7 separate regions of the Mus musculus genome follow, and all the other regions are linked to region 1. The links are chromatin contacts, called in public Hi-C, HiChIP or PLAC-seq and promoter capture Hi-C maps. All regions are on one chromosome and are shown on one strand. The core of a region is the stretch at or near the end of the contact, and the rest is flanking DNA. Distances in the headings are between cores, read along the strand shown. Region 1 holds the start of Tcerg1l (transcription elongation regulator 1-like). Region 2 has its middle 140 kb from the start of Gm25798. Region 3 has its middle 92 kb from the start of Gm25798. Region 4 has its middle 40 kb from the start of Gm25798. Region 5 has its middle 8.9 kb from the start of Gm30808. Region 6 has its middle 18 kb from the start of Gm25798. Region 7 overlaps Gm30395 (a long non-coding RNA gene).

Region 1 (4,084 bases), core at 1,035-3,534:
TCTTAAATAACCAGGAAGCCCAGGTGCCCAAGAGGAGAACTCACATCCTCCAGGGTATAAAGTTGTTCCTGGATTATATGGGGGCTGAGGCAAAGGCTGGGGAGTCGATGAAATGAGAACCTGAAGGAGGATTTAAACTCCCTTGAGCCTCCTCATAGCAATTAACTAGTGGGAGCTGTTTTTTTTTTTTTTCCTTTTTTCTGTTACTCAGACTCCAGCACAGAGCATGATGTAGAAAAGTGACTCCAATATTGAGATCCTTGGATAGTGTTGAGCCTCTGACAGTTGACAGAAAAAGAGGAGTGTGACCATTGGAGGCTCTTTGAGCCTGCTCTCTCTTTTGAGTCAGGAAGTGCCCAAGGTGTCAAGGCCTTTGAACACCAGCCCAGACAGGAACTTAACCTTTAGCCAAGTTGCCTAGCAGAGGCCTTGAGTGAGAACCGGTGTAGAAGCCCCCCAGGATGGTAAGTACCCACAGATTTGGGGTGACTCCCTTCCTTCACTCCAGGAGCTAGAGGTGCTGCAGGCCTAAAACTTTGCTTTGCTGAGAGTACACACAACCCAGACAAGGCCACTGGGAATCTTCTATGCCCCCAGGTCACACCATGAAGGAATGAATGGACCCTGTTCTACTTCTCTAAGAATACAGCTTTGCACGCGCAAGCTCTCGAGGGGGGATGGGGGGAATTAGTCTACCTAGCAACTGGCACAACATCCCAGTTTGAGTGGGAGCCTAGAGAGCAAGATGGCCACATAACATCACCTGTGTACATACAGAAGTGCAGCCTCCAGTGGATGATACCACTGCTCCAATCTGCGAAGCTTTGGGGCTTTACATGGGAAATAATCTTGTCAGTACTTTGGCATCCAAGAAAGGGAAAACCTCACAAATTGTAAGTGGTTTGGGTGGAGAGAAGTAGCGATGTGCCAGCTATGTAAATCAGCATATGTTGAGACAAAAAGAAATTGTGACAGGTCAGGAGGAAGTTAGAAAGGTAGGCAAACCAGGAAAACGAGGAAGCAACCCTACCTAGAAACTGATTGGAGCCAAGTGGGTGCTTCTATTTCTACCAGGAGGGGCTGCGAACGGGGTGAAGGGTGGTGAGTATGTGCCTGACCTAGGTGTGTCTTTGGATGTAGCTGTGCGGACTGCACTTTCCCGCCGTCAGGCAGGCTTCATTGGCAAGCTCCTGCTTGGTACCAGAAGTTGGATGCCTAGGGTTTCAGGTTCTTTAGCACGTGACAGTCTGTGCCCTGCCGCCGGCACAAACTGTCTAGGACTGGACTGGGGCTGGAAGCCGTTACCAGTTGATGTCAGAGGATCTGATGGAGAAGACCTGGCATTGGACCAGTCTACCCAGTGTTCTGCGCAAGCTAGGTCAGCACAGGGGCTGGGACCAGCGCCGCCTGGCGGAAACTGCTTGTGATCAGAGCGAAGCCTGGCTCCGCCGGCTTAGAGAAAGGAAGCTCCGCGTGGAACGAGTGGAGCAAGAGATTCTTTGACCCAGACACTTCTTGCGGCACAGCAGCTTATGGCGAGGCATGAAGGAACTCAGTCCTGTGCCCGGAGGGATTAAAAACAAGTTCACCGAGGCCAAGCCCTCTAGAAGAAGTCACTTGTGTTGTGCCTTGCATCAGAGAGAGGGTAGAGGTTGGGAGTCTGTGGGTTAAAGCAGAGGCAAAGGAGGGCGCTGAAGCCAGCAGATAGCCAGAAAGGACTTTAGACCCAGTACTAAAAATTCGGGTTTCCTGGCACAGTGAACCTCTAGAGACTTGGGAAAATATTTTGCATATTTATCCAAGAGAGAAATCGACCCATGCCTAGAAGGGTCCGGGACTCAGCTGGCGTCAACGTCTGCAGTCTAGTATTCCCTCTGGGCCCTGGGCCCTAGACTCACTTTAAATCAGGTAGATCACGCCGGGGCCGCCAGCTCCGCGAGTGGCGGGACCTGCCCGGTTCCAGCGCAGCCACCTCGGCTTCAGCTTGCCATTAGGATCGCAAGCGGGGTCTGGAGCCCCTGGACCCTCCGTGCGCACCGTCAGCTAGAGCAATTGGCCACCAGTAGCGACAACGGAGTGGGCTAGGGATCACAGTAGAAAAAAAATCAGCCGGCTGGGTTGGGAGCACCCCATCGTGCCGCGCTGTGTCCCCGCCTCGGGGGTCCGGATCTGTGGGCGGGGACTGGGGCCCCGCCAGGCCCGGGGCTGGCGCGGGCAGGAGGAGGGGCTCCAGAGCGGGCCAGGGGCGGAGCGAGCGGCCGCGTCGCGCAACCAAGTGAGTTCGCTCCGAAGCCCGCGCCGCCGCCGGCCCGCACCTCGGGCGCCCGCCGCCCCCGCCGCCGCCCGCGCGGGGGTGTAGGATGCTGGCGGGCGCCAGGCTCCAGCGGCGGCGGCGGCAGCTACAGCAGCCCCAGCAGCCCCGGTGGCGGCAGCCTCTCCCGTGGCCGATGAATGCAGACCCACCGCCACCGCCCTGGGTTTGGATGGTCCCCGGCACCGCCGGGCTGCTCCGGCTTGGCGCCGGGGTCGCGCCCCCGCCGGTGCTGTTGGCCTCGGCGCAGCCTGCCTCCGCCCCGTTGCTCCCGCGGCTGCCGGGCTGGCCAGCCCCGGGAGAGCCCCTGCTGCCCCTGCTGCCGCTGTCCTCTGCGCCAGACCACGCCGCCGTGCACCATTATCCCCTGCTCCACGGACAGGTAACGGCTCCAGCCCTGATCCCACCCAGGCTCGGTATTGCGGGTCCCTTCCTATCCTGGGGCTGCCCTGACCCTCGGGTTGGCTCTTCTCCGTTCCTGGGTTGTCCTGGGTTCTCCATACCATCAGGACGCAGCCGCGCATTCATACATTGGCAAGAAAGTTCATGCTTCGACGTCCGGTTTTGCTTTGGCAGTCTTTTTTTTTTTCCCCAATATTTTCCCCTGGCTCTCATTAGACCGCCCTAGATCCCGCATCCCTGGCTGAAGCCAAACAGCCTGGACCCAACTTTCCCCGGCGCCGGGCGCTGTCCAGAACGCGGTCCTGAAGTCGCTGCCTCCAAGCAGAGCGCTGCAGCCAACAACCGTGGCTGCCATCGCCTCGAAGTTAATACTTTTACAGTCTCCACCAGACTTGAAAGCAAGCTGCAGATCAATAGCTATTTCTGATTCTGATCTGGTCCCCCTACTCCTTCACATAGATTCAGGGCAGTGCTTAAGAGAATTCCAGCCACGGAAGGCAGCCTGGAAATCCTGCCATGAAAGCGTCTTGTGTGGGGAATTCCTCTCCTGCCCTCTGAATTCCCTCAAGCCAGATCCTACTTTAGAAGAGTTTGGCATGCAGAGACTGGAACAGCAAAGAAAAGTGACTGCACCTTTGATTGATGGTGTCGTGGTGCAACCTTTCTCCTGGCTTCGGCCAAATTCCTCGTTCACTATCTGTGCGAGTGAGTTTGAATGCAGGAATAGCTTGCATTTCACGCCGAAACGGATACCATTAGCACATTCAAATGAGCATTTTGTCACAATATACCTTTTCATTATTTTAGCCCGGTACCACCTTGTGACTTTTTTTTACAAGACGTCATGAAACTCCCCGTAAGCTATTCCTTAGACTTAACGATGCAGATACATGCTGTACTGGGCATCCTATCTTGATGTGTGATACACATAGTAGTCAGCTTTATTGGATAAGCTCTGCTAGCTTTTGCCATGTTTAGGAGGGTTGCCATTTCAGAGTGTTACCACTAGAGGTACATAATGTCAAGAAATCCCCCAAAAACACCCTGTATAAATAATTTTTTTAAAAAAAATTTCAGAAAAAAAATCTTAGCATTAGTCTTTTGAATATTGCTGCTATTCACTATCCAAATAAGGATAGGGAGAATCAGAAAGCTATTTTTACATATAACAAACAAACAAACAAAAAATGTGACTTTGAAACAGTAGCCACTGAGTGTTCCCCCACCTCAGCATTACTGGGGTGGTTTAGTGGGTGACCCATACTTGGTTGTGTGCCCTTCCTGTGCTGGCTGTATTATTTTCTGCACTGAGATCTTCCACCAATTTTCTTTTCTCTAGAATCTGTTTTAACGAACCTTCAAAAAGTTACA
Region 2 (4,084 bases), core at 1,100-3,599, 430 kb after region 1:
CAACCTGAGTCTTCTCCCATGTGCCTGGCAGGTACTGTCAAGCCCAGCGTGCTTACATCTGAGGACAGGATCACAGCTCTTGCTGTATTCCTGCAGTTTCAGAACACAGAGGAGGTGACCCATAGGCTCATATCAACAAAGCATGGCACCAAACTTCCCAAGCAGAGCCTTTGCTCTGGAGAGATTTCTGAAAGACTGAGTTCTGTGCACTTTAACCCCAGGTCATATGGAGGAATGTGGAAAGGACCACTGTCAGCAGCCTTTCCCACAAGTCCTGAGTGAGCCAGGGTGGTTTGCACAAACCCTCCCTTCCTGCCATCATTGTCAAAAGGAGCTAAGATCCGCTGGGGATTCGCCCAGCACTTCAGCAGCACTCTGCCCATCCACGGCATCAGGATAAAATTAACTGCAAAAGGGAGAAATTGAGGGTGCATTCAGGAACCAACTCGGGGATTGCATTTCTGCATGTAATTGTCACTGAAGGATCCCGTCAGAGCTGGTGAGGCTGCGCTTTCTGGGATGAAGTGGTTGGATGAAGTCTAGGCATCAGCCAGTGGAACAGACACCTCATCTGGGAGAAGGCAGGGGAGGCGAGGACGATGAGGAAAGCTCGCTTTCCTGGCACCTGGGAGAGCTGAGAAATGACCAGCGAGAGTGCCTGACCCATGCAGATGAAATTGATTTCATTATTTCTCATTTTCCAATCCGAGATTACAGCTGGGCAGAGAGCAGCCCTCTATTTTCAACTCGGTTTTTTGATTTTTCAAACAACTTCAGGCTCAGACTGTATTAGTCCCTTCCTCTGCTTGTGTAATAATTAAAAAGAAATTGTGGCTACTCCTGGACTGACAAAGCAGGCTCTGAAATTTGGTGGAGGAAACCTTTGTAACACTCTAAAATTGGTTTTTTAGAAAGTGATTCCAACTTCGATGCATCTCTTAATGATGGGGTAGAATCCAGGAGCCAGCCTTTTCCCAGGGAAGAGAATACTTTCTCCCTGGAGAGGTTACAACATGGCACACTCCTACCTCTGCCCTTGTGCAAAGAAGTCTTCAACAGTGGGCTCCCTGAATAGTCACTCCACACTTCCCCTTTCTCTCCACCCTGAAGATGGGTTTTGGGGTTGGGATCAGATTCTGAGGCAGAGGGAACCTTCTTAGGCTCTGTGAAACACCTAACCTTTTAGGTCATACTAGCCCAACCTGGACAGATCTTCAGAACCAATACCTTACTTGGAAGCATGTTCCAAATGCCAAGGGGTCACTGAGGGACCAATTAGTAGCCAGAGTCAAAGGCACCACAATAAGGAAAGAATGCATGAGAATACCAGGCCCAGGGGCTTAGTGGTTTGCAGAGTCCTTCCTGAACCAGGGTCTGAAGAAGACAGGGATAAGAAGTTACCAGAGTCACTCAGGCCCAGAGCTTTCCCCGGGGCATACTGGTGTGGGTACATTCTGGTTCCTACAGCTGGTGCTTGGAGACACAGAACTGGTGACCCTACTTGCATATAGAGGTCAAGCTACATCGCCTGGAGCATGAGACTTCTTACTGGGACCCACATCAGGCAACTATCTTCTCTTTAGACATTGAGCCAGTAAGAAGAGAGAAAGAGCTGGCATCTCTCTGCATGAGCAGGAAGCCTTGGGAAGCTCTCAGTGACAGCTGCAGGAGTCTGGATGTCAGTAGAAATGGCTCAGTGCCTTGCACATTTATGTTTTTCTTACTGGAGATGCAAGACTGGAAGCACTGATCTACTCCGCCCAGCCTGGTGTGTCCAGGAGGTTTATAGTGAATACTAATCTGCTGATGTTGTCCCAGAGCCTGGGCATGCTTCAGTGGTCTTCCTCCTCACTAGGGAAGGGGGCAGGCTTTTCACATTAGGAGGTGGGTAGCTTCCTGGAGTGCCCCAGTTCTTAGGTGAAGTTCCCTGTGGAGCACGAACACATTGGGCTATTTATGTCTTCTACTCCTGCTGGGAAAATCAACTCAGAACACAGAAACCCAGATTTACTGGCCAAGGAGAGGTTTTGAATTCATGAGAGGCCTGGAGCTGCCTTGGCAGCAGCTAAGGACACAGGCTTGAAGTCCCCTCCTCCATGCTCTTTCCCTTTCTCGCCATCTCTAGCTCCAGGCAGAGGGAACACTGACAGGCAAGTCTTTTTCTATTGATAGCTAGAGTTTGATGTTAATGGCCTGAGCACTCTGCAATCAGCTTACAATTGCTCAGTGCTATGATAGGAAAAAAAAAAAGGTTGGAGCTTGAGCCAGAAACCCACCCAGCTCTGTGTGAGCTACTGTGCTCATCACAGAAGATGGCTGAGTGACTTCACAGAGTTGAAGCACCATCAGTACATATGTGGGTGTCACGAGACTGAGCTGAGCCCTGGCTATTGTGGAGGGAAACCGTGCTCCAGAGTGGAGGTTCTGAAATAGCACCACAAACAGAAGCAGTGGGATTTATTCTAGAAGGATCCCCAGAACATGGCTCACAGCTGCTCAGAAAACAATAGTGAGATCTTTGATCTTCTAAAGCGGGGGAACAAGCTAAGCATGGTGGCTCAGATCTGCACTGGGGAAGCTACGACAGGAAGGAGCTCAAGGCTAGCCTGGCCTACATGGAGTGTTCCTGGCTAGCCTGGGTTACAAAATGAGATTATACTTTAACCAAATACATGAATAAAAATAGAACAAATCAACACACACAAAAAACTGAATTTAGAGCAACTGATTTGTCCATCAACCCAGAATTACTCATCTCTCCTTCTCCCTGCTCAGCATGTGTGCACCCTGATACCATCGACTGCCTCGGAAGTGCTTCCACTGTCTGTGGGTTGGAACCTTAGTCTTCAAATTCATATGTTGGAGCCATTAGTGGGTTAGACTTCAGAATAAGATGAGTCATGTGGGTGGGGCTCCCATGATGGAGTCAATGGCTTTCAAGGATGGAGCTTGCCTGAACCTTCCTCAGAATCAACCGTCGCTCTTGGGTTGTGATATGGCAGGAAGGCCCTCAGCATAGCACAGGCTGACGCTTTGATCATAGCCTCCCTAGTCTCTACTGTGAGAATCATTTTTGTTTTGTTTATATATGACACAGCATTAGCTACTATGTTACAGTCCTATGATTTGAAACCGAACTGTCTCGTGGGTTCATGTTTTAAGTTCTCTATCTCTAGCCCTGGATGTTCTTTTGAAGGCTTGTGGAGCCTTTAAAGGATGGGGGGACCTCATTGGCAGAAGTAGGCCACCGGGGACAGGCTTTGCATGTTGTGCCCATCCCTGCTTCCCTTCTGGTCTCTCTGCTGCGTGGTCCAGCATGATGTGAACAGTTACTTCATCTTCCTGCAGTCCCAGATGAGCCACGCCACTCTCTGTCTCCGGCTCAGTCAACTGAAATTGCTTGCCTGTGGGTACCAACTTATCCTCCCTTAAGAGTTTCCTGGGAGGCCTCTGGTTACAGGACACAAAAGTAACTAGGAGGAGGAGGAAGGACAAATAGAGATTCTTTTGGCCCCAGTTATGTTCACCCAAAGGGAAAGGTGACAAAGACTCCAAGTGAGAAAAGGGGGATCCCAGGGCCGTGCCTGCTCTGGTTACCTACCTTGCCTGTGCTTGTTCTTTTCATGGTGACCACCATCATCCACTCTTGCATCTCAAGCAAGGGTTTAGTATTCCACCCAGGACTCAGAGCAGCAGCGAGCAGCATGAAGACCCCATCCTTGTAAAGTCATTTCTGATGCCCTTTTTAAAAAATCTCACACCCTGAATCCCACTGGGAAAAGGGCAGCCACTTATACGTACCTGACACAGAAAGCCCACAGCCACAACTAATCTCCACACTTCAGCATCAGCAATGTTGTGATTTTGTATGTTGGGGGAGTGAGGCTGGGAGGTCTTTGAAGACATTATGGAGTTTGGGGAAGTGTCTGCTGCCATCCGTGTGATGTGCCAGGCTCTATGCTAGCCTGACTGGGACCTGTTTTCTGTCTTTGTTAGAGAAACCCCATCTGAAAGCATTTCTTTTCTCTTTTAGATTTCTTTGTTTTAGGTACAGGAGTACACTGTAGCTGTCTTCAGACACCCC
Region 3 (4,084 bases), core at 1,167-3,666, 390 kb after region 1:
CTAAGAACTAGACCACATGTGTAATGCCCAAGAGCTGTCTCCCTGAGACGATGCCAGAGAAAAGTATGGATGTCATCCTGTCCTGCCACCACCATCTGCTCCAAAGCCACCCCAAACCTTCCTCACAGGTCTGTGGACTTGATTCCAGTGGTGAAGTGGAATCTCCTCTGGCTGGAGGTTTCTGTTCTGGTCAGGCCACTTGGTTCAGACGCCAGCGTTGGGCAGAGGTGTTGAAATGGGAGAAGCTAGAGAAGATGAAGATGCTGGAGAAGGTGGGCATAGTGGAGGTGGTAGTAATTGTGAGGAGGTGGCCAAGGTAGGAATAATCAGAAAGCTGGCATGAACATGAGGCTCAAGTCTAAGCACAGGGTAGGACTGGCAGAATCACCTCACCCAGGAAGCTCCTCCGCACTGGGTGAATGGTTACCAATGTTGCCTCTTAGGAACTGATGAAGACTGGGAGGTGAGGCATGGGGTCCCAGCACACACTGGCATTTTGGCTGGTCCATCAGTGGAGAAGCTTACTTAGAGAAACATTTCGTTGTCACCATATCTGATTCGCCTTTCTGAGTCCTACGTGATGAGCTTCCTGCCTCTGGTGCACACTCAATACAGGCTCCATCTTCCCCACCAGACTCCTAGCTCCCTCCCCCTTTCACACCCCCCTGTTGCCCCCTCCCTCTTCCTCTGCTAGCTTCTTATATGTTTGTGAAGCTGTTGTGAGGGCTCCTTCCTCATCTCTGCTTCTACTTACTGGGTCTCTTTATCTTTTTTCATAGTTAAAAGTCAAGGCTGATTTTTTTAACTTTGGAGTCAAATCCAAGTATGGACCATGGAGACAGTGGAATGGGTAGAATCACTCAGATGATCTGTCCTGCGTGACCCCAAGTTATCTCCAGCACAGGACACAATTGACTCAAGATTGAGAACCATCCTTCACTTTTGTAAGTCACAGAAACCCTTGACTTGTTGCAAAAAAAGGGGGACTCAGTATCTGCCTGCCTGCAGCTCCAGATCTGTTTGCACATCTCTGTCTTGTTCTTATGCTGTACCTTATAGCCTGTGACTCCCATTTTGGTATTGAGATGTGAGGAGTGCCATAGAGAAACTGGGGACTTAGAGTCTTGTGGAGGAGATTCCAAGTAGACAAAGAGGAGGTAGAAGCATTGTCAGAAAGTTATTCAAAGGTCTTGAAGGAGCACTGTGTAAAATACAGTGTTGATAATAATAACCATTTGTTGAATGAATGAGCAAATGTGATAAATGATGGGTACATGAATGGATGAATGGTGGGTGGATGTATGTATGAACAGATGGATGGATGATGGGTGAATAAATGGATATATGGATGATGAATGGGTGAGTGGATGGATGAGTGGATGAATGACGGATGGATAGTGTATGAGTAGTTGGATTAATGGTGGGCTGTTGAGTGATTGATGAATAAATGAGTGTATGTGTGGATGTATGGTTGATGAAGGGTAGATGGATGGGTAGCCAGAAGGTGAATATATGATTGAGAAATGTGTGAATAGATGGATGAATGATAGATAAATAGGTGGGCAGATGAATGAAGGGATGGATGTTGGATGGGTAAGTAGATGAATGGAATGATGAGTGGATGGATGGGTGGATGGATGGATGGATGGATAGAAGATGGACAGATGGATGAATGGATAGGACTTTCATGTACTCTGTAAACATCTATTGAATGAAATGAATGGGTGTTGCCTTTGAGATGACAACATTGTTAAAGGAGTGCCCACCTCTTGCCTGCAAGTCTCAGGTACTTAGGCAAGCAATAGAACAGATCTGGAAAAGACCCAAATACAATAGAAAAGCAAAAATTGTCTCCCGGTCCCCAAATTTTACAAATCAAGTGACAGCTATCAGGAACAAGAAGAGAAGGTCTTGCTAATCTCTGTTGAGGAACCAGAAAGGCTTTCAGTCCTTACATGGTGTTAGGAGGTGGAAGTCAGTGGTGACTGAGTTCCTTCTTGTACCTCATGTGTGGTAGGAGGGTGTCCTGTTGTGCCCAGAGGCAGGACATAGGAGGGCAATATTCCTCATCTGCTCAAAGCTGACCTGTGTTGAAATTGAGTCTCTTCATGCCTATTTGGAAGTACATGATTGAGAAAAGCAATTTCAGCAGTATTTATGGGTGTCAGCACTCTGAGTTACTGCCATCCTTCATCTCAGAAATAGCTTTGCACCATTTACTGACAAGCTGCAGATTGACAGGGATGCTTCACTTTTCTTCCAAGACCCTCTGTTGGGAGTCACTCTGCTCTGTGTGGATTCTAGGACTCAGAAGGTGAATTTCAAGCAAGTCACTTGCATTCTTCTGGCATGGCTCTGCCTCCAGCCTCCCACATAGGGAGATTTACACATTTTTTTACAGGAAAGAAAACATGCCAAAGAGATGCAAACTGATTTGCATAGGTAATTGGGCTGGGATAATGCAAAGCTAGAACAAAGGCATGGAGCTCCTCCAAGCTGGGAATTTAAACCTTGCTTCCCAGCGGGAATTCTTATCCCATGGAGGACTCTGGTTCTCGGGGACTGTGTGGATATGCTGGCCACGGAGCTGAGAAGTGTTCTCTGTGGCATGGGGTGGACACAGAGCCTGGACACAGGTCTTTTAGTGCAACGGATATACCAGTACAGGTTGGAAAATGTCATCCCAGGACTACTGCCTAAAACCTCTGTTTGTCTCTCCTGGGTCACTGTAGCCACACACAGGGTAGGTGACATCATAAACATCCTCTCTTGTGGCGCTGGAGACAGAAGTATGAAGTGAGTAGGCAGAGTGCTTGATAGACATTCCCAGGAGTGCCTGCTGATCCAAGCCTTGTCCAGTTCCTGTTGGCTCCTTAGCTGGACCACCACTCCAGTATCTGTTTCAGGCCTCTGGTGGCTCTTCCTGTGTGGCTCTCTCTCTTCTTGTTATGAGCAACTTTACCTAATTTCATCACCAAAGATCCCTTTGAAAATCAGGTCACATTCATGTTTGGGAGTATAGTGCTGCGACTACTCTCAGGGCCACCACTTGCCCACTAGAGAACGTGACAATTTCGTGCATTAAGACTGGTCACACACAGAACCATGCTTCTCCAGCATGCAAGGATCCGGGCTCCTTGAGCCCTCTGCATGCTTCAGGCTGGCTCCTTCATGCGGGGTGGGGGTGGGGAGTCTGCTGCCTTTCCAAGAAACACACACACACACACACACACACACACACACACACACACTTTCTTCTTATTCTCTGAACAATCTGGTACAATAGCAGTTTGCACAGTCCCTACACAGTGAATCATTTGGAGACAGTTGGAAGGACACCTGATGGTTTTGAGGCACATGCTATGCCTGGAGCATCTGAGGATATGGGCATCTGTATTACCAGTGGACATAGTGGGCATCGGCTCCTTCCAAGAAGCCCTGAAGAAATTGCCCTGAGAATCTCACAAGTCACGTCAACTACCTGTGGATGAATGACCTTGAGGCAAAAGGAGAGAGACTTGGGCCAGAAGCAGAATGGATCGACCTCGAAAGGGGAGTGAAGAGCAGGGTCTATATTAAAATCAGAGGGGAAGTCTGAGAGCTAGGTAATGGTAGGAACCCCAGGGCAGACAGGAGATTGAGGGATTCAGGGGCTTTGGCAGTGGGCTGTTCCCAGAGCTGCCTGTCACCTATAGCAGGCACATGTCTGTTGTCCCATTTCTCTGTCCTCCCATTTTGGTTAGTCCCATGGCAACAGAAAAGATAAGCCCTAACTAAATATGCATTTTTTTTTCCTAAAGGAAGAGGATAAGAAACATAGTCTTCTCAGCTAACTTGCAAGTGTTATTCATTCTCTTTTCTCCTGATCTGACTGGGCTCATTCCCAGATGTGGAGCAGATGAAGCCATTGTACTCCACTGACCCAAGGCCAACTTGTAACGCTGTCTCAAGCCAGCACCCCAATGTGCAAGGTCTGGCTCTACAGGGCAGATATCTCTAGTCACAGCTGGGCCTGAGCAATCTGTTCCGGTGGCACTGGTCCAGCTGCTGCAGGTCTCAGCTCAGTTCAATTTCAGGATGCTGG
Region 4 (4,084 bases), core at 1,147-3,646, 340 kb after region 1:
CTGCCTTCCCTGCCCTTGGCTGTGGCTATGCCTGAAATGCATTCACATGGTCTGTGGTCCAATCCCAACACAGCTGTCTTCTCAAGGAGGTGGCAAAGTAGACAGAGCAGGAGTGAGAGCAGAGAGGTATCTGTGAGGATAACTGGAGCAAGGGGGATGGGCAAGCGACTGTGTCTTTCAGTAATGATCCCCACAAATCTGTCCACGGATAGGAAGAGTCTTAGAATATCTGGAATTTATTTGTAAGCTACCAATAGTCTGTCTTTCTTTCTCTCTTTCTTTCTTTCTCTCTTTCTTTCTTTCTTTCTTTCTTTCTTTCTTTCTTTCTTTCTTTCTTTCTCTCTTTCTTTCTTTCTTTCTCTCTCTCTCTTTCTCTCTCTCTCTTTCTCTCTCTCTCTCTCTCTTTCTTTCTTTCTTTCTTTCTTTCTTTCTTTCTTTTTTAGTTTTTTGAGACAGGGTTTCTCTGTGTAGCCCTGGCTGTCCTGGAACTCACTCTGTAGACCAGGCTGGCCTCAAACTGAGAAATCTGCCTGCCTCTGCCTCCCAAGTGCTAGGATTAAAGGCGTGCACCACCATCGCCCGGTGCTACCAATAGTTTTATGGTTCTAAATTGATGACCATTCCCTCGCACCACTGAGGTAAAAATAAGGATAAGAAAACAGAACACAGGAGCATGGGGGTCTTTCTTGATGTTCCCCGTGGTCTCTGTGGTGATGGCCTGTCCTTGCCCTGTTCTCAAATACCTTGTCTTTACAAAGGCCATAGAACCCAGCACGGATTCTAATCCAGCCATCAAGTTTGTCTCCCAGCTGTGACTTCTCTGATTAATGAACTGGCTTTTTTGAGGAGCCTCCTTTTCAGAAACACATTCTGAGCTTCACTACCAGGGATTGAGATTCAGGGTGTGCTGGCCTTGCCTCCAAACCTCAGATCACGGCCCCACTGTGTTTCTCAAACTGTCAGTATAGTGAGGGTTTTTTGTTTTTTTTGTGGATCCACCTCCATGGTCATGAGCCCTTCCACGATGCCAAAGTTGTCATGGATGACCTTGGCCAGGAAGGCTGAACAATTAGTGGTACAGGATGCATTGCTGACAATCTTGAACAAGTTGTCATATTTCTCATGGTTCACACCCATCACAAACATGGGGGCATTGGCAGAAGGGGTGGAGATGACTCTTTTGCCCCCACCCTGAAAGTAGGCCCCAGCCTTCTCCATGGTGGTGAAGGCACCAGTAGACTCCACGACATACTCAGCACCAACATCACCACATTTGATGTTAGTGAGATCTCAATCCTGGAAGATGGTGATGGGCTTCCTGTTGATGATAAGCTTCCCATTCTCAGCCTTGACTATGCCATTGAATTTGCCATGGGTGGAGTCAGACTGGAACACGTAGACCATGAGGTCAATGAAGGGGTCGTTGATGGCAATAATCTCCACTTTGTCAAGTGGAGAGCAGACGGCAGCCCAATACAGCCAAATCTGTTTATAACAACCTTCACCATCATGTCTATGAGACAAGGCTGGTACTGCATGAGAAGATGTGGCTGTCTAGATTCAGAGGTTCAGTCCATTATCATCAAGGTGGGAGCATGGCAGTATCCAGGCAGACATGGCACAGACAGAGCTGAGAGTTCTACGTCTTCATCCAAAGGGGCTAGTGGAAGACTCCAGCCGACTCCATCCAGCAGGATCCATCCTGCTGTTGAGCTGGAGGGTTTTGGTGCCTTTCAAATTACACACACACACACACACACACACACACACACACACACACACACACACACATATATATATATATATATATATATATGAATGAGATCTTGCATCATGTTGAAAGCTGTAAGTCAAACAAGTAATTTTGAGAGCACGCAGAAACTTTGGTTTATGTTTATACAGAATAAAGGCTCCTCACTGAGAGTTGAGCTGTAGGCTGGTTCTACATAATCCAATAATTTTTTTTCCTAGCAAATTGGTTCTTGATGTTAAACTACTGAAAGCCTAGTATCAATCACCCTCCCTCTTGCTGTTTCTCCGCTGCCTGATCCTTTTGCTCCTCCAATAGCTGCAATTAATTATCCACGCTTCAGTCCTTGCCAGCAGAGCCTGAGCTTCCCCCTCAAGGGGGCAGAGAGGCTCCTGGCCTGACGTTCAAGGGTCAAGCCAGAGGTCTGCAGCGGCGTTCTCGCTTCATCCCGGAGCACATCAATCTCCCAAAGACCTTGATTCCTTTAAAGTCAGTTGCATTTTCTATTCTCCCTTGCTGTGTGTTGTGCAATCTTTGTCTTGGGCTAACTTTTAAAAAATTGTCTTACTGGGAAACACAAGGCAACTGTGTTGCTTACATGCAGCTGTGTAAGAACAAAGAGGACCATGCCAGCACTCTGTGGAGGCTTTGCCTGATGTGCAGCGGACACATTGGGAGGAGCAGTTGAGTCTAGGAACTCTAGAGTACCTGCTCCTTGTGTTGTGAATACTCACTGGGGCCCAGAAAGCCACCCACAATCACACATGTTCATATTGCTGCCGGGAAAGAGCCAGCCTAAGAAAGATGAATGAAGCTTTTGAACAGCTCCACATGAGATGGAGGTATGTTTGCTGCCAAATGAATTTTGAGCCATAATGAAGAAAAATGGAAGTACTGGTTCTTTTGATTTGGGGATTGCAGACAAGAGATTTTAGTGCTCTGTTCTCTCCCTGTTTTATTTATTTTTATTTATTTATATTTTAGGTGCCAGTCATCACTAGAGACTCAGAAGAGACCTGCCACCATTGGCCTCTGGTGTTGCTGGGGAGAAAAATCATCTTCTCTAGGTGTGAACTCAAGATCACCTAGCTATAGAGATGCAATATGGAGTCCAGAATAGGGGCTGTCAGCCTCAACAGATAAAGATCAGGATTGGGGGTCAGGATGGTGGCCCCTTCAGTAGTTCTGGCATGATAGACAAGGGGAAAGAGACTCCCCTGCTCAGTCTGAGAGAGGAACAGGTACCTGCCACGCCCCATCTCACAATCCTGTCTCTTCACCCCTAGAATCTTATCAGTCTCTGACGAGGTGCTGAGCAGTGTTCCCGCATCATCTGCATATTTGATAAGCCCTGTACAATCAGGCTCCTTTTTTTTTCTTCCTTGCAGACAGACAGAAAAGAGGTTCTAGATACACTCAAGATGGCATACTTCCTTGCTTGCTTCCTTTCTCCCCTCCCTCCCTCCCTCCCCCTCCCCCTCTTCCCTTATCTTTTTCTTCCCTCCCTCTCTCCCCCTCCCCCTCCCCCTCTTCCCTTATCTTTTTCTTCCCTCTCCTCCTCACTCTCCCTCCCTCTATCTCTCCCTCTCCCTCCCCTTCTCTACTCCACTCTACTTCTTGAGACAGAGACTTGATGGGCTTTCCTCAGCAGCAATTTTAAACCTCCCAGGAAAGTGCGGCTGTGACCTGCCTAAATCAGCATCCCTTGCTTTGCCTAGATATCTAACTTCTTACAAAAACCCAAACAGCCAACACCTAGGAAGAAAGGAAACTCATCTCATTCTCAAACATAAAAAAATAAAAATAAAAAACCTAGCCTTCTGAGCAGATGGGGACATCATCTTCGGGCTAACTGCCCACGCTGGGAGTCATGCTCCCACACATTTGCATGTGCTTGTGCTTGTGTGCACCTTGATTTTCCAGCATTTTTAGTGTTTAAATGAGTGGGAATAAAGAATCTGTTCCTAAAACCTTGGACAACATCATCCTGCTAGTATCATCCATCTGCCTGACTCAGCAGACAGAGTGTCAACTTTTCTTGCAGTGAGCAAAAGGCCAAACACATTCTCCTATGACTTCAAGGAGGGCTGTCCATCTTATATGGATATACAAGGGTGCAGAAATTCCTCCCAATACCTACAATGACATAAAGCCTTTATATCTTGACTTCTGGCTCTCCATGTAAGGAAGGAGGACGGGAAGGATGTTCCACTTCATCTTCTCTTGGCAAAAGAAGTCCGTACAGTGAGGAAAGAGCATCTTTGTGAGTGAGAGCTAAAGTTTTTAATTTGGTCCAGGTTCTCTCTGCAGAAACCAAAGCATGCAAATGTTTAC
Region 5 (4,084 bases), core at 909-3,408, 310 kb before region 1:
CGAGTAAATATGCTGGAGATCCCACACTCCTGTGCACAGTGTGACAGTCATCATAGTAGCAGAGATGCAGAAGAGAAAAAGAGACCCTGTCACTTACAGCATGTATATATCCTGAGGACTTGTCACAGGGAGTAAGCCAGGCACAAAAACCAGTGTACATATCACCCAAATATTGAAACTGGAAAGTCAGGCACAGAGGTACAGGGTATAGGGTTGGGGTTCCCAAATTCTAGGGTATGCTTGGGAAGATGTGAACCAAAGGCTTTACAATCTCAGACGTGTAGGAATAAGATCAAAGTCTGTTGAATGCTAGGAAAAGTATAACCAATGACCATGTACTCTAAAAAAAAACAAAACACAGAATGCAAATGAATGGAGAGGCATCATGCTTGAGTTGAGTCTGCCCAGTCAGATGCCAATTTGCTTAGTGAGGAGGATGAAGGGTTAATACAATTCCCCCCAAACCCAAGGAGGGCATTCTATGGGCACAAACAAGCTTATCCTAAAATTTTTTGTGGAAAAGCTCAGGCTGGAGAGTCGCTAGAATAGTTTTGAAAAAGGTTAAGGTGGGAGGAATCACCGCTTATAGTGCCGTGACTTTCTGTTGCTGCGGTATCCAGACACGGTGCTTAGGGAAGGAGTAGACATACAGGTCAGTGGAACAGAATTGAGGACCCACAGAGGACCGGCAGGAATCTGTCCTGATGTTTGATGCATGCATGAATACTGTTCAGCAGAGGAAGGTTCCTCCTCTACAAGCGGGCCTGGAGCAAGTGGACGTCCACAGGTAAAAGGTAAACCTTGATCTACATCTGATGCTTATACAAAAGGGAAATCAAAGTGGATTCTGGCATCAAAGGGAGACATGAAACAGCTCAAGCTTGCTGTAAGGTGGAGTGAGGCAGAGCTTCTAGCCTTGGCACGTGTGCTGGCGAGTCTCATGTCAACTTGACACATGAACTTGACAGATAAACATACAGTTGTCTGAAAGTAGGGAGACTAAGCTGAGAAGATGCATCCATAAGACACAGCTGGCTGTAAGGCATTTTCTTAGTTAGTGATTGTTGGAGGAGGGAACAGTCCATACTGGCTGGCCCCATCCCTGGGCTGGTAGTCCTGAGTTCTATGGGAAAGAAGGTTGAGCAAACAGCAGAAACAGGAGAATAAGCAGCACTCACCCACTCCCCGCCATGGTCTTTGCATCGGCTCCTGCCTCCAGGTTCCTGCCCTGTTTGAGTTCCTATCCTGACTTCCTTTGATGATAAACAGTGATATGAAAGTGTAGCGTCCAGGAGCTCGGGGTGTACAGTCTCAGTCTCCATGGTGCTCCATGCCTTGATTTCCTTATCCTCTATGCAGGGATTATCGTATACCTACCTACTTACCTAACTACGTACCTACCTACCTACCTACCTACCTACCTACCTACCTACCTACCGATGAGGTTGATGTGTGGATTCATGGGGTGTAGAGAGTGCAGGTCACACTGTCCTCAGCCACGGGGCACTGCCACATCACTGGAATCTCAGGAACAGGCTAGGCATTGCAGCACCTGTAGACTGTGGAGTTCTGAGTCCTTGGGAGAACCAAGTCTCTCTGAGGGAGGTGGCCCCTGAAGCCAGGGACAGGATGGGGCATGGGGTTCCTATATCCTGCTGCTGACTTTTTTATTCAGAGGCCTCCTTCTAGGACTGTGTATGGCTGTGCTCACTGGGGTGTCTTTGGGCCACGTGTTTTGTCTCTTTTGTGAGTGGCTCAGGTGGTCTCTTGGAGTGTAGGAGATATGTTCAGTGCCCCACTTCCGAACCCCCTGTGACCCCTGTGCTGTCTATCTACCCCCTTACCCTCCACTATTCCTGATGTTTCCCAACAGAACACCCTGAGTTCTAGGGGGAAATCTCTGCTTTATTCACTTGCCCAGTTCACCTCTCTCACTGAGGAAAGTTTGCTTTGTATAATTCCCAGTTCCCCCTCACAAGTTTAGTTTGACAGTGAAGCTACTGCTGGCAAGATGGCTGCCTGAGCACTAGCTGGTGTGTGTGCGTGATGTGTGTATGAGGTGTGTGTGTATGATGTGGGTGGTGTGTGTACACTCCTCCTCCCCTCTTTCTGAGTGTCTATGGTGTGATGCACATCATTACATTTTGAGCCTGTAGCAGTGAGCTGGGGAAATTGGCTCTACTTTGGGCTGGGCAGATTACCTGGATAGGGATGCGTGTGCTTATGAACACATCCCTGACAACAAACAAAGACACAGAGTTTCCAAAGCAACCGCCAGCTATGAAGTAAAGACAGATTCTTTTCAAGCCTGGCCTGTCACCATGTGTCATGCATAGCTCCACAACTGCTACCGGGAAGCAGATGCCCGGACCCCAGCCCCGCTCAGCCTGGCTTACTAGAGGGTGGGTGCAGAACGGCTGTGAGAAGCACTCATTTGCCTTTCCTGAACCTCACGATTTAGGAAGAGTGTAATTATTTTATTTCTAGAGTTGGCAGCACGGATGTGGAAGGCACTGTTGACTTTGACATTACCCACTTTGCATCAGGGATTTTTTTTCTAGCAATAACTTTCAATTTGCCAGCTCATTTATCATCTACTAATATTAGACATGATTCTGACCCATATGGACAGTGGCAAATGATCTTAAGGGTATATTTGTACTCCTTGTCTTAAAGGACAAATTCTATACATATTTCCCAGTACTATTTGGCTCAAGATAGTCCAATCATGTGGACTGTAACTCCTGTGATAATGGGAGGGTTGTCACTCTCTAATCGCTGGGTATGTCACTGGGTGGTTCCATGCCAGGCATATGTCGTGCTTGGAAATTGGAGGAGAACACCATTTCTGAAATATTTCCTACCAGCGTCTAGTACAAGTCAGCTAACTATGTTATTACAGCAGCTGTGTAAAATTATGAGCTGCTTGCCAAATGCTTTGGAAATCAAAACCTAAAAACGCCTCCTACCTCACGTTTGCATATTTTTTGGACCTTGCAACAGAGGCATTTGATTGTGTGTTCTCAGTGTTCTGCTGTGCCACTTGTTCACAAACTCCTGGCAGCCAAGGTTTCAGAAAACCCTCTTCCAGTAAGCTCAAGGTCCACAGGTGGGCTTTGGGGGCACGGCAAGAGCCCACATGTGGCAAGCACCCATCTGGCTGCTGAAGCTCACAGACCAGGTGTTTTGTCCGCCTTACACTCCATCTCACACAACCCTCCCTCCTCCCTTTCATCTGCTTCCACATCAAAGGCTTCTGATTTCTTTCCTGCCAACCATGGCTTCTCAGGTATTCTCTGCCATGACTCCCCCCAACCCCCCAATCACGGACTCATATACACTCTTTCCAAGGAAAGAATCCGGCCATGCCTTGCTCCTCCAAGCACACCTGTGTAGGCATGCCTGCTCTTACTGAGCCCTAAGTTCCTGCTTTATCCTCCAAGTCTAGCTCATTTTTTTATCCCCTGTACCCAAGGGTGATTCGCTTTCCCAGAGTGACTCAGTCCTCTCCCTGAAGGCTCAGGTAATCTCTCTGTTTACTGATGTCCGTGGTTTTGCTCTGAGCGCCAATGCTGAGCTCCAGCCTCAGTTCATAGAGCAGATGCTCACAGTCACCGGGCAGTAGTGGGCACTGCAGTCTCTGTAGTGAGAGACCTTGCAAGTTCAGGCGTGCTGCTTTGTTTCTTTGCCTAGCTGACAGGTTGACAATGTCTAGAGCCAAGAGTTTAGTAGGCTTTAATTCCCAAGCCAGAGGATTTTACAGGTGAGAAGGTTCCTCTCACCTTTCCTTGGGGAAACCTGTAAGCGGTTATGTTTGAATGGGGTATCCCCACAGGCTGAGGCCAGTCTCTTCTAACATTTTCATTTGGTACTGTCGAGCTCCACACAGGCTCACAGTTTCCCTAGAAACTGGGGAGAGAATCCCGTGACTTCTCAAAGATGTATTCTTTCTCCGAGATGGAATTACTGTGATCCTGTGCATGGGTGCTGGTCACCCGTGCTTCTGCCACCATGGTCATTCCTGGGTCCTGTGTCTACTTATGCTTTCAAGGCTGAGGTTGACACTGGGCCTCATAGACTCCAA
Region 6 (4,084 bases), core at 595-3,094, 310 kb after region 1:
ACACACACACAAATGCTCATTTGATAAAGGCTTTGTCTCTAAAGCAGATTTGATTATGAATGTACGGACCTTAACAGTGAGTTACTCCACTGATGGCTTCATAGCTGGGTAGTCTATTAGGAGATAAGACCTGCATAAAGAAAATAGGTCACTTGTTTAAACATATTTTCTAATGCTGTGATAAGACATCATGACCAAAACATCTTAGAAAAGAAGGAGTTTAACCAAGTTTATAATTACAGAATGTTAGAGTCGATGATGATGGAGCAAAAACATGGCGATAGGTTCCTTGAAAAGCAACTGATAGTTCACATTTTTATCCACAAGCAGGAGGCAGAGAATTCTAACAGGGAACAGTGTGAGACATTGAACTCTCAAAGCCTGCCCCCAGTGACACATCTCCTCCAACAATGCCACATCTCCTAGTTCTTCCCAAATAGTTCCACCAACTGGAGACCAGTATGAGCCTCTGGGAGCCATTCTCATTCCGATTACCACATCACTTGAGATATCTGTCTTTAAGGATCTGTCTGGTCCACTGTCACTCTCTTTCTCCTTTTCTTTTTCATAGTTCCCGTAAGTTGAATTCCTGTTCTCCTCCATATTGTTCTTTGTCATACACCTAGGAATGAGGCCCCAGCTAACACTGGACTGTAACTTCTGATACTACAGGCCAAAGGAAGTCATTTATCTTTTCAGTTGTTTTTCATGGGTGTTTTGTCAGAGATGGAAAGCTGACTTACAGCTTTCAAACCCTGGCAAGGCTGCAGTGATGACCAAATCAAACTTCTCTTGAAAACAGAACCCAGTGAAGGTGATAGTGGTGGCCCTGATACTGCCGTGCCATCGCCTCAGTGATGAGAAGGGAACTGGTTGGAACACCACCCAAACAACCACGTAGTACCTCCTGTGTTGGGCAACCATACTGACTGAAGAGCTACCTTGAACTTTCTGGATGTTCTCCCAGTATTGTTTCCAAATCAAGTTCATAGCTGGGTGTCAGAAGGCATGACTACTGTATTCATTACTTTCTCAGACATTGTTAATCCATGACTTCTGTAGTTTTCCATAGATATAGATACAAGGCAGTGAGCCTCATATTCTAAAATGTTATTGGCTGGATTAGAATAATTCCTACTTCAGCTGAGCTGTGGGAACATGGTAGGATATTTCTACCTGGACTTAGCATTTTTCCCAGACTCTCTCCAGTGTAGTGATATTTTTTGCAAAGCTGAGGACATCTGAGTTCCTTGAATATGTCCACTGAAGCCTATTGGAGCATTGCTGGCACACACTGAGGCAGATGGGAGTATATTCCTCTCACTTAGACACATTAGATAGGTTGTATGTGCCTCATGCCTACAGCCTACTTCTCAGAAGAATATTGAGGCAACAGAATCGGAGTGAGGTAGACCGAGCCCTTCTGGGACCTGGATACCCAGCTCTGCTCTGTGTGTGTCCTTCTATCTGTATATTACAGAGGAGTGGGACATTTTTTACTTCCTGTCAGATGGAGGGGCAGAGTGCTGATCTTTACTCAGTGCCTCCTCTCTTAATACGGTGAACCTGGCTGTGTACTTCTGATTCCTGGAAATGGAGTAAGTTCCCCATCTCACAGGCAAGGACACCTTTTTTCACAAGTGTTGAGTCTGCCAGGAAATCAGACATCAGCCTTTCTGGAAAACAACAACCTGACAAGCATCAATTCCAGTTCTGAGAAGAGCTGCCCCTACGGCCTGCAGCCAGGGGGAGCTGTTCCTTGTGCTGAGCCCCAGTCCAAGTCAGGAAACTGAGTGGAGCTGTCTGTGGTCCTGAACTTCAGCCATGCTAACAGAACTGCAGATAGGCGATTCTGAGCGCAAAACAAGCCCAAATCCTACTGTCCATGGTGCCTTCCGTGCTCCTAAAGGCTGGCCTTTGGGCAACAGTGAACTGTCTGTGGTGCTGAACTGTCTACTGTGCTGAACTCTGGCCAGGCTGTGAGCTGAGGTGCTAGCACTGACTGCTGCTCCTCAGTCAAATGCAGCTTCCAGGGAGCGCACAGAACAGACTTTACACAGAGGAGTAAGAGTCTTGAAACTATAAACACAATCCCAGTATGAGTTCTGTCTGATAATAAACAGAGGGAAAAGGAAGAAAGGGATTTGGATCTAGGCGAGAAATGGAGAATCTTCATGAAAACTGACTGGAATTAAAAGGATCCTGTGACTTTTCTACAGTTTGGGATTGGGACGGCCAGAGGTACCATGCCTGAGAAGCAGGGTGATACTGCAGGCGACCCTGGGCCAGGAACCTTTAAGTTGCATGACTGCATTTTCCATGAAGATTTTGATGCTTTCTACCAACATAAGTCAAACATAAGGCACACTGCAGCTATCTCCATGTCCTCCAGGTTTTGGGAAAGATCATATTGTTATGAATGTGCTCAAAAGCAGAGAACTGAAGGTGCAGGATCTGCTGGGAACCAGGACAGACTTTTACTTCAGAACTTCTGACACCTATCTCTGCCCAAGACTAACCAAACCAGCCAGAGCCTGTTGGAAGTGTAGGAACAAAGTCAAGGCCTGTCAGCAGGTAAATGGATGAAGGAAACTTCCTTCCTTCTATGAGAGATGACCATATAAAATATGGCAGGTAAACTGACTTCAAGCAGAAGGCAGAATGTGTGAGGAGAGTGGGCTGAGGCTCAGTTACTCAGTGACTTGTTGGAGACTGTGTACGCACAATCTGAAAGAGCTGAGACTGGAATTACTGGAAACTCGTAGAGTGTGCTTATGCCAGAAGCCCTCTAAAATCAAGTTTGGTTATTTTTCTGGGATCTTTTATCGAGATTTCATGCCTGATGCTTTATCGGTCCTAGAGTATTGGTGAGTACTGTGGCCTCTGATGTCACAGGGTATGATTATTGCTGTGTCCCAGGCTATCCGAATGGCCGAAGTCCTTAGCACTTCACTCTGCTAATGTGCAAGAAACATTTTTTTTAAAAGAAAACCTTTCTGACTATTCTTGTCTTCCTTCCTACATGCAGGTTTCTATATGTGTGTAGTGTTGAAATCTCACAGACTCAAATGATGGGAGTACTCTGTAGACCAAGGACAGACTTCTTTTTTTTTTTTTTTTTTACTGTTGGCATGCCTCTGTACCAGGAGCCTCCCTGACACTAATGGGAAATAACTGCCAAGTAGTTGGACATATGCACCTTAGAGTAACTTCTCCTTGACTCTAGAGTAACCTCTCATCACATTTTAGGTTAAAAGAAGATAGTGTGTATTGTCGCTGGCCAAATTAGATGATAAGAAACATATCCCACCACCTGAACCTGAAAAGCAACATAAAGGGAAGATCCACAAACTAAGGGGTATTTTCTTCTTCTTCATGAAAAGATTCATTCTCCCTGGGGGGACAAGAAATGTCACAGCTTCTTAGAAAGTGAAATGGTTGAATAGTTCAGAAAAAGTTTACATAAAATATGTATATTGGTAGCCAGCATTTCGTGTGAAATTTCAAGGGAAAACCTTTGCCTTAAATTCAGCTCTTCTCTCCAGGGAGAGGGCTCCATGGTAAACTGCTTGTCACTCAAGCATGGGAGCTTGAGTTAAACCCCCAACACATGTGCAACAAAGCCAGGTATTATGGTACATACTTGTCACCCCGAGGCTTGGAAGGCAGAAATGAGTTGATCCTTCATATTTGCTGTTCTCATTGGTGAGTTCTAGGCCAATAAAAGATTTTGTCTCAAAAAAAAATAATGGTTGGGGTTGGGTGCATTGTTAAGGGGGTGAATCACTTGTGCAACTATAAAAACTGGACTTTGGATTCCCAGCACCCACCTAAAGCCAGATGGACATGGTAATCTATCTATAATCCTAAAGATTAGTAGACAGAGACAGTGAATCCCTGGATCAAGCTAGCTAGCTGGATTCATTGAATCAGCAAGCTCCTGGTTCAACAAGAGACCTTGCCTTAGTAAATAAAATAGAGAATGTTCGAGAAAGACATTCATGATAAATTCTGCTGCTCACAGTGTGCACATGCGTGTGTGCATGTGCACGCACACACAAACACACACACACAATTTGTGTGA
Region 7 (4,084 bases), core at 773-3,272, 290 kb after region 1:
TAGTACTCCATTGTGTAAATGTACCACATTTTCTGTATCCATTCCTCTGTTGAGGGACATCTGGGCTCTTTCCAGCTTCTGACTGTTATAAATAAGGCTGCTATGAACATAGTGAAGCATGACATTTGAAATTTAAATAAATAAAATAACCAACAATAATAAAAAGAAGACTCACGCCCGGGTCAGGGCATCCTTGTTCAGTACCCATCAGAGCGACAACATAGAAAGAGGAAAAGGCTGAGAGTTTGAGGGAGGAGGAGGAGAGAGATGTGAATATAAGACACAGGCAGATTTCACTTCCTTCCTGCAAAAACAGGACTTGGTGAGGCCAATGCCAGAGGCTGAAACTCAGGTCCTCGTCCCTGGTTGTTCTCCATGTGAGTATAGAGACAAATTCTTCATATTCCTTGTTTCGTGAGGTACAAGTGAGAGTCACCATTCTTTACGATTTACCAAGAACACAAATGTGTTTCGGGGCTGGGTAATGTCTATTCCTTCTCCTTACACATAAAGTAAGATGAAGTTATTTTTGAAGAGGATGATGTAAAAACAAGAGCTCTGCTGCTCACGGTGTGAACAAAGTCCGTCCTTCCTGGTCGTGGAGTACTTCATCTTGTGTCTCCTGTTTTCCTGTAAGTAAAGCCCTTTGCATAAATACAACGGTGTAACCAGTTCTGGTGTTTCTCAGAAACATGCCTGCGCTGAAGGACGTTCATTAAAGCACTTTTGATTGAAAAGCATCTGTTCAAACACTGAGACCAAGACAACGCGTCAGCAGAGAAATTCCAACTCACACAGTATGTACTCACTGAGAAGTGGATATTAGCCCAGAAACTTAGGATACCCAAGATGTAAGATACAATTTGTTAAATGCATGAAACTTAAGAGAACGAAGACCAAAGTGTGGACACTTTGCCCCTTCTTAGAATTGGGAACAAAACATCCATGGAAGGAGTTACAGAGACAAAGTTTGGAGCTGTGACCAAAGGATGGACCACCTAGAGACTGCCATATCCAGGGATCCATCCCATAATCAGCTTCCAAACGCTGACACCATTGCATACACTAGCAAGATTTTGCTGAAAGGACCCAGATATAGCTGTCTCTTGTGAGGCTATGCCGGGGCCTAGCAAATACAGAAGTGGATGCTCACAGTCAGCTATTGGATGGATCACAGGGCCCCCAATGGAGGAGCTAGAGAAAGTACCCAAGGAACTAAAGGGAACTGCAACCCTATAGGTAGAACAACAATATGAACCAACCAGTACCCCGGAGCTCTTGACTCTAGCTGCATATGTATCAAAAGATGGCCTAGTCGGCCATCACTGGAAAGAGAGGCCCATTGGACTTGCAAACTTTATATGCCCCAGTACAGGGGAACGCCAGGGCCAAAAAGTGGGAGTGGGTGGGTAGGGGAGTGGGGGGGGGTGTATTGGGGACTTTTTGGATAGCATTGGAAATGTAAATGAGGAAAATACCTAATAAAAACAATTAATTCTAAAAAATAAAAATAAATAAAGATCACCTCTTCAAACCTGAGAAGTCTATCTTCGCAGGCATCCCACCCAGACATGGGCTCTGTCTTCTGTTTTTATCAGCGCCTGGATGTGAGGGACCCGCTTCCTCTGTTCCTGCCCACATCATATTACTGTCCTCCCACCCATGGATGGCCCAAGCTGGGGTGATAAAATCAACTGTTCTCTCCTGGACTCAGGCTTGGGATGTTCCCTCATGTTGAGCCTCTGCTCTGTACTGAGGGCAAGCATTGGATGCAGCAGCTGCTGCTTTTCACTGTTGCTGCTGCTGTTTTTAATTAATTCATTAGAGGCAGGACGTTACCCTCTAAATCAGGTTGGCACCTAGTCTACACTGGTCTTCAGTTCACAGTAATCCTCCTGCCTCGATCTCCAGAGTACACTGTCTTTTGGCTCACTTACTGGCCTCTCCTAAGGCAGCATCCTTTCAGCCAAATGTAGTGGCCAATGTCTGCAATCGCAGCCCAAGGATAGCTAAGGCAGGAAGGCCATTGCGAATCTGAATGTGTGTGACAGGAGCCTTGAGAATGGTGGGTGGAGCCACAACTCAAGGAAGAGAATCGAGGAATCAATAAAAATTTTAAATCAGCATAAAGCAACTGAAGGCAAATTTGGAAGGTCTGACAAGAGAGGCAGATGGAAGCATCAGACCTTTCTTTGGTGACAAACATGCCCCTGGGACAGGAGTGTGAGAGATGGAAATGCAGAAGCAGAAAGGCAGAAAGGCTTGGAAGGGACTGGAAGGACAAGTCTGGGAAGCAGCCAGGAGCAGATCCTTCCAGCAGCACATGGCCAGGTCCCTACCAAGCGCCCCCCTCATGCCACCATCTGGCCTCACCTTTCTGGTAGAAGGCACGTGATTTATTTCTCAGGTTTTGCATGCACTGTTTCAAATTGACAATGAGGCATCCCCACTCAGGGCTTGCAGGGAAACACCCAGAGGTGGCTTCTCACAGTCCTGAAGCAAACAGGAAGGCCTTCTGCTGTCCTGAATTCTAGTGCAGTGATGAATCTGATACAGAGCTCAGGCTGTGATAGGCAGAATGGTGACTTCAAACAGCAGTGTGCTTGGCCATCCTAATGGGAACAGAGGAGCATGGAGGAAAGACCACTGTTGATGTGGGCCCGGACTCCTGGGCAGAATTTCCAGGAACTTAGCTGTTAGCTCTTCTTTAAAGGTCTGGCAGAGTTTGGCAGTGAATCTGGTTCCAGGCTTTTCTTTGTTGGGAGACTATTTGTTAATGATCCACTCTTGTTTCCTGTTTCTGATCCATGTGTGTTGTTCAAATCCTCTTGATTTAATATGAGTCGCTCATATCTAGGAATGGATCCATTTCTTCTGAAATTTACAGGATTTTACAGTTCAAGTTTACAAAATAGCTCCTAAAAACATGACCCAGTCATAATGTGGATTTCATCGGGATTTGCTGCATTCTTTTTCATCTCTAATTTTATTAATTTGAGTCTTCTCTCTCTCCTTTAAGAACCAACTCTGTCCCATTGATTCTTCATACTCTGCATTTGTAATCTCTGTAACACTATTTGCCATCCAGGTAGTTACTGTTTGATCCTCTCAGCTCCACCGGGTTTGGCATGATGCTTGTTTTGTATGAGGGCTGACCCTTAGTAAAGCTATTTATTTGAGATTTCTCTGAGTCTCTTATATAAGTTATCATTACCATGGAGTGTCCAGCATGCATCTATTGTATTCTGAAGGGGCTGATGAGTTCTCTTGTTATTATTTCAATTAGTTTTACTCCATGATAGCCATATGAGGCACAATAAATTATTTACATTATTTGCTTACTTGTTAAAATTTGTCTTATAACCTAAAATTTTAAAAGAAGGTTCTATGGGCTGCTGGGAAGAATGTGTATCCTAAAGGCATAGCATGTAATACCCTGTCAATATCTGTAAGTTCATTTGATCTATGATGCAAATTAACTCTGAAGTTTCTTCACTGATCTTTTAGTCTTGACAACTGACCTCTTAGTGAAGTGGAAAATTGAAGTTACCCACTATTACTGTATCAGGGCCCATCTGGTCCTTCATGTCCATTTGTGTGTGTGTGTGTTACTCATGTTTGAAGTCAGAAGCTCCAAAGCTTAGGACATACATGTAGTCAACTGTTCCACCATCTTGATGGGTTATTCCTTTTATTAATATATAGTGGCCTTCTTTATCCCTCCTGACTAATGTTAGGTTGAATTCTCCTGACCAGTTATCAGAATAGCTATGTTTTAGGACTTGTTTTAGGACTGTTTGGAAAATTGGCCTCCATACTTTTACTCACAGTCTGTACCTCTGACAGTAGGAAACTGGTTTTTTTAAGTTCAATCAACTAGTTTGCATCTTTTAATTAAAGCATTAAGACTATTTCCACTTAAGTCTATTGTTGGGAAGAAGTTTGCTAATTGCTATAACTATCCTAACTTGAACTGTGCATCTCTCTGAAGACTTCAAATGGAACCTGAAGTCCTATAGATGCCTGCTGAGCTCAAAGCTTAAATCTTGGAATTACAAAACAGAAAATTTAATCTGACCCATAG

What was found. Promoter capture Hi-C pulls out the DNA fragments that hold promoters and counts their contacts. A called contact is a pair of places that touch in the nucleus more often than the background predicts. HiChIP or PLAC-seq counts read pairs in DNA pulled down with a chosen protein or histone mark.
Region 2: a Hi-C map of cerebral cortex shows a contact between it and region 1, with 2.4 times the contacts expected there. The contact joins the enhancer-like site here to the promoter of Tcerg1l in region 1. A contact is called at or near these places in 9 of 39 promoter capture datasets (3T3-L1-derived adipocytes, cranial neural crest, embryonic stem cells and 6 more), 2 of 484 Hi-C or Micro-C datasets (cerebral cortex and cortical neurons), 5 of 115 datasets of contacts at active chromatin or transcription factors (embryonic stem cells, forebrain, neural tube and 1 more) and 1 of 9 other capture datasets (embryonic stem cells).
Region 3: a contact with region 1 is called in a Hi-C map of cortical neurons, with 2.1 times the contacts expected there. The contact joins the enhancer-like site here to the promoter of Tcerg1l in region 1. A contact is called at or near these places in 8 of 39 promoter capture datasets (the HPC-7 cell line, embryonic stem cells, frontonasal cranial neural crest and 5 more), 2 of 484 Hi-C or Micro-C datasets (both in cortical neurons) and 1 of 115 datasets of contacts at active chromatin or transcription factors (embryonic forebrain).
Region 4: a contact with region 1 is called in an H3K4me3 HiChIP or PLAC-seq map of neural tube, with 5 times the contacts expected there. The contact joins the enhancer-like site here to the promoter of Tcerg1l in region 1. A contact is called at or near these places in 11 of 39 promoter capture datasets (3T3-L1-derived adipocytes, the HPC-7 cell line, cranial neural crest and 8 more), 1 of 484 Hi-C or Micro-C datasets (cerebellar granule neurons), 5 of 115 datasets of contacts at active chromatin or transcription factors (embryonic stem cells, forebrain, neural tube and 1 more) and 1 of 9 other capture datasets (embryonic stem cells).
Region 5: a contact with region 1 is called in a promoter capture Hi-C map of hippocampal neurons, with 2.8 times the contacts expected there. The contact joins the enhancer-like site here to the promoter of Tcerg1l in region 1. A contact is called at or near these places in 5 of 39 promoter capture datasets (embryonic stem cells, frontonasal cranial neural crest, hippocampal neurons and 2 more), 2 of 484 Hi-C or Micro-C datasets (cerebellar granule neurons and cortical neurons), 12 of 115 datasets of contacts at active chromatin or transcription factors (VIP interneurons, astrocytes, embryonic forebrain and 5 more) and 1 of 9 other capture datasets (embryonic stem cells).
Region 6: an H3K4me3 HiChIP or PLAC-seq map of neural tube shows a contact between it and region 1, with 6 times the contacts expected there. The contact joins the enhancer-like site here to the promoter of Tcerg1l in region 1. A contact is called at or near these places in 7 of 39 promoter capture datasets (cranial neural crest, embryonic stem cells, frontonasal cranial neural crest and 4 more), 6 of 484 Hi-C or Micro-C datasets (cerebellar granule neurons, cerebellum, gonadal supporting cells and 3 more), 8 of 115 datasets of contacts at active chromatin or transcription factors (astrocytes, embryonic forebrain, embryonic stem cells and 3 more) and 1 of 9 other capture datasets (embryonic stem cells).
Region 7: a Hi-C map of cerebellar granule neurons shows a contact between it and region 1, with 2.3 times the contacts expected there. The contact joins the enhancer-like site here to the promoter of Tcerg1l in region 1. A contact is called at or near these places in 10 of 39 promoter capture datasets (the HPC-7 cell line, cranial neural crest, embryonic stem cells and 6 more), 3 of 484 Hi-C or Micro-C datasets (cerebellar granule neurons and cerebellum) and 2 of 115 datasets of contacts at active chromatin or transcription factors (embryonic midbrain and stem cell-derived neural progenitor cells).

The regions. Positions count from the first base shown.
Region 1 is chr7:138,395,930-138,400,013 of GRCm38.p6, reverse strand. It overlaps Tcerg1l (transcription elongation regulator 1-like), which reads left to right and starts at 2,284. Exons shown (of 12, transcript NM_183289.3): 1 at 2,284-2,693. The coding sequence starts at 2,361.
Region 2 is chr7:137,961,601-137,965,684 of GRCm38.p6, reverse strand. No RefSeq gene overlaps it. Among named protein-coding and RNA genes, the nearest start is that of Gm25798, 140 kb to the left of the region's middle. Within about 2 kb of position 2,349, at least 17 of the 459 cell types and tissues checked have an H3K27ac peak or open chromatin away from gene starts, as enhancers often do. A contact at or near this core is called in cerebral cortex and cortical neurons, where this site is marked.
Region 3 is chr7:138,007,108-138,011,191 of GRCm38.p6, reverse strand. No RefSeq gene overlaps it. Among named protein-coding and RNA genes, the nearest start is that of Gm25798, 92 kb to the left of the region's middle. Within about 2 kb of position 2,416, at least 8 of the 459 cell types and tissues checked have an H3K27ac peak or open chromatin away from gene starts, as enhancers often do. A contact at or near this core is called in cortical neurons, where this site is marked.
Region 4 is chr7:138,059,428-138,063,511 of GRCm38.p6, reverse strand. It overlaps the pseudogene Gm5650. Among named protein-coding and RNA genes, the nearest start is that of Gm25798, 40 kb to the left of the region's middle. Within about 2 kb of position 2,396, at least 2 of the 459 cell types and tissues checked have an H3K27ac peak or open chromatin away from gene starts, as enhancers often do. A contact at or near this core is called in neural tube, where this site is marked.
Region 5 is chr7:138,707,860-138,711,943 of GRCm38.p6, reverse strand. No RefSeq gene overlaps it. Among named protein-coding and RNA genes, the nearest start is that of Gm30808, 8.9 kb to the right of the region's middle. Within about 2 kb of position 2,158, at least 10 of the 459 cell types and tissues checked have an H3K27ac peak or open chromatin away from gene starts, as enhancers often do. A contact at or near this core is called in cortical neurons and hippocampal neurons, where this site is marked.
Region 6 is chr7:138,081,936-138,086,019 of GRCm38.p6, reverse strand. No RefSeq gene overlaps it. Among named protein-coding and RNA genes, the nearest start is that of Gm25798, 18 kb to the left of the region's middle. Within about 2 kb of position 1,844, at least 44 of the 459 cell types and tissues checked have an H3K27ac peak or open chromatin away from gene starts, as enhancers often do. A contact at or near this core is called in neural tube, where this site is marked.
Region 7 is chr7:138,105,914-138,109,997 of GRCm38.p6, reverse strand. The region is part of intron 3 of Gm30395 (a long non-coding RNA gene); the gene reads left to right. Among named protein-coding and RNA genes, the nearest start is that of Gm25798, 6.4 kb to the right of the region's middle. Within about 2 kb of position 2,022, at least 2 of the 459 cell types and tissues checked have an H3K27ac peak or open chromatin away from gene starts, as enhancers often do. A contact at or near this core is called in cerebellar granule neurons and cerebellum, where this site is marked.